2 separate regions of the Mus musculus genome follow, and region 2 is linked to region 1. A link is a contact called in public promoter capture Hi-C data. All regions are on one chromosome and are shown on one strand. Each heading gives the region's core, a stretch centred on a gene start, on an enhancer-like site or on the middle of the called end of the contact. The rest is flanking DNA. Distances are from core to core; before and after follow the strand shown.

What was found. Promoter capture Hi-C pulls out the DNA fragments that hold promoters and counts their contacts.
Region 2: a promoter capture Hi-C map of pre-B cells shows a contact between it and region 1, with 3 times the contacts expected there. The contact joins the promoter of Eef1e1 here to the enhancer-like site in region 1. A contact is called at or near these places in 2 of 39 promoter capture datasets (maxillary cranial neural crest and pre-B cells), 1 of 484 Hi-C or Micro-C datasets (B cells) and 2 of 115 datasets of contacts at active chromatin or transcription factors (embryonic forebrain and pro-B cells).

What each region holds. Positions count from the first base shown.
Region 1 is chr13:37,439,329-37,442,157 of GRCm38.p6, reverse strand. No RefSeq gene overlaps it. Among named protein-coding and RNA genes, the nearest start is that of Gm4035, 5.6 kb to the right of the region's middle. Within about 2 kb of position 1,292, at least 104 of the 459 cell types and tissues checked have an H3K27ac peak or open chromatin away from gene starts, as enhancers often do. A contact at or near this core is called in B cells, pre-B cells and pro-B cells, where this site is marked.
Region 2 is chr13:38,657,633-38,660,332 of GRCm38.p6, reverse strand. It overlaps Eef1e1 (eukaryotic translation elongation factor 1 epsilon 1), which reads left to right and starts at 1,305. Exons shown (of 4, transcript NM_025380.2): 1 at 1,305-1,426. The coding sequence starts at 1,340.

The DNA of each region.
Region 1 (2,829 bases), core at 43-2,542:
AGGAGGAGGTAGAGAAGGAGGGGGAAGGGGAAGAGGTAGAGAAGGAGGGGGAAGGGGAGGAGGAGGGAGAGGAAGGAGAGAAGGAGGAGGAGGAGGGAGAGGAGGAGGAGGAGGAGGAGGAGGGAGAGGAGGAGGAGGGTATGACCAGCGGCAGAGAGGACTCAGCTAGTGGTCCCAGTACCCCACCTATCGAGAGCACATTCTCTAAACCTAACTTTTACTCTACCTACCTTTCAAAAGCTTTAAAATCTTTACAACCTTGCAAAAAGGACTCAAGTTACAAACAAAAACCCTTAACACACCAGACTCCGGGGAGACTTTTAAGATCCAAACTCTAGTGTCTATCTCTTATTGTCTAAGATTTGAGTCTTATCTCAGTCACAGGTTGGGCGTGCAGTCGACTGAGCTGTCTTTACCACCGGAGTCCTGCAGCCTTTGTTACCCCAGGAGAAAAGCCTGAGAGGCCCCATGTGTTCATGCTGGAACAAGGAACCAAAAGGGTCTGGGGACAGCAGCCAAGGGATGAAAGCCCCTTTCCTCACCCCGCAGGCTGGTGATGCTACTGGTACATAGCGAGTGGTTGCTATAAATTCCCAGATGTCTCCAGACTTTCCTCAGTGGCTATGTGACAAGACATTCATGCCTCCGCTTCTGTCACTCCTGCTCCCTGTACCCCCTTCCTGAGTTGAGTCTCTGTCTGCTTTGGGGTAAATTCTAGCTCAGGCAGACCAGGCAGGCCTGAGTCCTGAATCTTTGGGCTCTCTAAATAGTAGAAAGATGTAATGGGATATTGTGGGGGGCACCAAAAAAAGATACAGATGCCCAAAGGGAAAGGATGCTGCTGCCACAGTGGAGAAATAAACCAACGTGGACTAAAAATAGCACCGGGTTGGGGGTGGGGGGAGGAGGAGAGAATGGCCCACTATATTTTTAAACTGTTTTAACAGTGCAGAGAAGTGGCAAAACACCAGTCTCTGAGGAATATGGTTTGCTAAAGGGTGGGGCTGGGAGTTTGCCCACAATTATGCCCTAATGGTATTTTGCACTCCCTCTACATTCCATCCGTCAGTACATGCAAAACGGCCTTTCTCCCACATTCTTCTACAACACACTTGTAAAGGAAGCGAGCGAGCCTGTAGCTCTCATTGCTGGGATGGGAAACCAAGGCAAAATGACTGGTTGATCTGCCAAAGCCATAAGAGAAAGTCTTGCTGAGTTTGGGGTTACGCTTTGGGCTTCCCACTCTCTGTGGCTGTGGCTTTGGCCTGGCCCCGCCTTTTTACTGGATGTGACTCCAGGGCAGACAGTTTGCTAGGTTCCTGGAAGGCCGAGGTTTGCATTTGCACGAGCCTTGTAGTGGACTGGGACATTTCACAAGACAGGAGGAGAAAGCTGCAGCTGGTGTGTCTAAGAAAGGGAGGGGAGAGGAAATCTGAGGGCAAGCTGCACTGGGGTGGGGTGGCTTGTGCCCCTGCCTTCTGTCTTCCCATGACTGGACTTGTCTCTGCCCACGAAGAGCCTGCATCTCCTGCAGTGACAGCATAGGACAGGGCTGAGTCTTGTCCAAATATTGTTCTTCAAAACACCACTGTTCTTGGTCAAATGCAAAAGATAGTGAGGAGAACAATGCTCAACCTGCCCCCAATGTTAAGCTGCGGTTTTCTCTGCATACTGGGGGGGGGGGGGAGAAAGAAGAACTCTCAAGACAATTAGTGCCCACCTGTGAAGTTCTGGGCACCTGACAAAGGCGAGCTCAGCTACAGGCTTCTGCCTCTCAGCAAGGTTCTATTTTACTTTCGGCCTCCAGGCCGATGCTTGGCACTGCACTTTGAGTGTGGGGAAGATGGCTGGACCACAATGCCCTTGGCATGTATCAGTGGCATTTACGTGCTTCGCTTACCCCTTCTGACAGTCCTGAGAGGCACGCTTTACACCCACCCATCCTTTACAGATGAGCCATGAGAGGAGTTTAGCAAGGTAAGGTAAGCTGAGTGTCTCTAGACAGCCCCACCCTAGCCTGTGCGGTTTCCACCTCTGTGGAGAGAAGCCTCGCTGGGCTTCTGAACCCTGGCTGTTTCGTTAGCTTCCTACACAGCTGCCGGTGAGCAAGAGCTATCCTGGAGAGTCCTGGGCATGGTAATCTCAAATCATGGGTTTGTCCCTGGGTTTCCCCACCTTTTTTTGTTACGGGAGACAGGTTTTGTTTGCTTCCTAGAGTTTGTCTTTGGGTAACTGTCAGTGTACTCGGCTGTAACAAAGCAGGCAAGAGAGAAGCAACTGTTGAATGTTTCATTGATGCATCAGTTTATTGATGGCAGGAGGAATTCCTTCACAGCTTGAGGACTCCACACTGCTGCCGGCCTGGGATTCTATGTTGCATAGCTGTAGATGCTGTTGGTCCTCTGGGAACGGTAAAGCTCCAAGAACTGGTGCCACGGGTTTGTTTGTAAGGAAATCCTGAAGACTGACGTGTAGCTCTCCATCTTTGAACTTATAATCCCGCTTGTGGCTTCAGAGTTCTGGGATCACTCCTGTGGATCACATTAACCCAAGACAACACCCACCTTAAAAATCTCCAGGAAGTTCTCACTGGCTGGTAGACAGAACAACAGTGTCTGGAAAGAGACACGAATCACATGATCTCAAAGTGATTCAACAGCGTTAGATTGTGAATAGAAAGGGGGCTTAGGTCTGTCCCGCCCCATTTGTTTACCTACATTTCCTCTTTGTATAGGCATCGTGGTGCAGAATTTAAAAATATTATAATCAAGGTCTCTACATGATTATTTATTTTGTGCATGTGTTATGCATGAGTGTGTGTGGGCACAC
Region 2 (2,700 bases), core at 56-2,555, 1.2 Mb before region 1:
TGAACAAGCAGGTTTCAGGCTGGGGGAGGGGAGACTACACCCCAACAAACAGAATAATCAAGCCTGTCACAGCAACATCTTGGTTCCTGGTACCAGCTTCTGTCTTGGTCACTGTTCATTTGCCTATAATCACCATTTTTATTCAAACCACCACATAAGGATTCAACTTGTCTCAGTTAGAGTTTCTATTGTTGTAAAGAGACACCATGAGTTACTATTAACTTTTATAAAGAAAAACATTTAGTTAGGGCTGCCTTACGGGTTCAGAAATTTAGTCCATTATCATTACAGTGAGTCTCATGGCCCCAGGCAGGCAGACATGATGCTGAAGGAGCCAAGAGTTTTATATCTGGATCAGCAGGAGGCAAGGAAAAAAAAAAAAAAAGAATGCCACTAGGATCTGAAACCTCAAAGCCCACCCCCACTGCCACATTTTCTCTAACAAGGCCACACCTACTCCAACGAGGTCACGCCAATAGTGACACTCCCGGTGAGCATATGGAGGCTCATTTTCTTTCTTTTGGGGGGGGGGGAGAGGAGGGGTTCGAGACAGGGATTCTCTGTGTATCCCTGGCTGTCCTGGAACTCACTTTGTAGACCAGGCTGGCCTCGAACTCAGAAATCTGCCTGCCCCTGCCTCTGCCTCCCGAGTGCTGGGATTAAAGGCGTGCACCACCACGCCCGGTTGGGGGCTTATTTTCGTTCAAACAACCACAGATCTCAAGTTCCCTTGCTAGGTCACTGGCCCTTATCCTTATTTTAATTTAAGATTGTTCTATAATTTTCTTATTTGGAGAACTATTTGACGAGTTTGGGAATCAATGCTTTATATTTATAAAACAAATAATCTAAATTATTCTTCTGATCTACAATAGTTTTATAAGCATTGTAATGAATGATTCAATCTTTAAGATTCGGATACATTCAGCCAGGCAGTGGTGGTGCATGCCTTTAATCCCAGCATTTGGGAGGCAGAGGCAGGCGAATTTCTGAGTTCGAGGCTAGCCTGGTCTACAGAGTGAGTTCCAGGTTAGTCAGGGCTATACAGAGAAACCCTGTCTCAGAAAACAAAACTAAGATTCGGATACATTCTTCTGTGAAACTGTCTACACTCCGTGCTCTCCTCTGCCTACTGTGAGCAATCCACCGGACTCCGAATGTGGTTGGCCCCGCCCTTAATTACGAACCGCCCCCTGCCTTGAGCTGACTCCGCCCCTTTCGCGCAGGCGCGCTTGCCGTCCTCCCAGCCAATCGTGGGAGACATCTGTGGGGCCGGACTTCCTGCTCAATCAAGGTCCTAGCTGTGCAGGCCCCGCCTCCCTAGGAGCTGGGCCAGAAGATGGCGGCGGCCGCGGAGTTGAGGCTGCTGGAGAAGAGTCTGGGACTGAAGCCGGGGAATAAGTACAGTGCTCAGGGCGAGCGGCAGGTGAGGCGCAGCGGTAGGAAAGCAGCAGGGCGGCGGGGTGACCCGGAGCCTACGCGACCCGGCCGGGGCATCGGAATGGACTCCGCTCCCCACGTGCGTGCGGGGCGGGCCGCGTGGCTCGGTCTGGACCTCCAGGCAAATGTCACCGTCCTCCCCTCGGGGAGCAGAAAGCCAGTTCGCGGAGGCCTGGGCAGAGTCAGGGGTTCAGATCCCTGTAGGCGGCCGTTAGCCGTGCCTGGTCCTTTCATTCAGCGACCGCCTTTCCAGCGGCTGGCCGGGCGAGCGGTACAGATTCCTGGAAGCCGCCTGGCGGAGGGAACACGGAATAGGACCCTGCTCATTCTGGCGACACACCCGCTTGGATGTGCATTGTGCAGAGAATTGAGGAAGATTCCGGGTGTGGGGCAGTGGAATGCTTGGTGAGATAGAAGAATCCTGATTTCTTAGGGTGTAGAAAGTGAGTCCTTTGTAACTCATCATTTGCCGTAGAAAGATGGTACTAGAGGAAGAATGGTAGTGGGAAACCATAGAGTGTGCCTTGAACGGGATTCCAGATCTAGATGGCTTGTTCCTGTTTGGGCCCAAAGGTTTTGTTTTGTTTTGTTTTTTCCTTTAATGTCTAAATCGTAGCGGTATTGTGGGGTTCACAGTAACTTAATGTGGCACCTGGAAAGGTTAAATGACTTGCCTGCCGTAGGCTGCGAAGGCCATCCTCCCCAGAGGTGATGTGCTCTGTCCTCAGCCCAGTTTCCTTTGCACACCCTCTTTTTTGGCTTTGCCGAGACATGAGAGACAGTCTTGCTTTCAAGGCATGAGGGACAGTCACCAGCAATTAAGGGCCCAATAGGACAAGCGACAGGGGAGGAATACATTGAGGACAGTGGCACAGTGCCACAGAGGAGGTGGGATTTAAGCTTCAGTGAGAAGCTGGTGTTCAAGAGATTAGACTTGGAAGGATGTAGAAAACCAGTGAATTACTATGTAAGTTTGGGTCCAGTAAGCCACCCAAAACAGAGTAGTGCAATACAGAATAAACCCAAGTTCAGTCTTAGACCAAGTTCAGTTTGAAGTTCAGAGTTGGGTTTTAGTGCCTTGTGTAATGGAAACGTTTCACAGTGAGTCCCAGTTGAAAGTTTCTGGTTTTCTGTGAGTACAGACCAAAGACTAGAGATGAAATCACCGTGTTTCCTTAGTTGAAAACTAACCACAGTACACCAGCAGTTACGATGTGCTCAGCGAGATTCCCAATAATAATGACAAGGAACAGTCTAAGG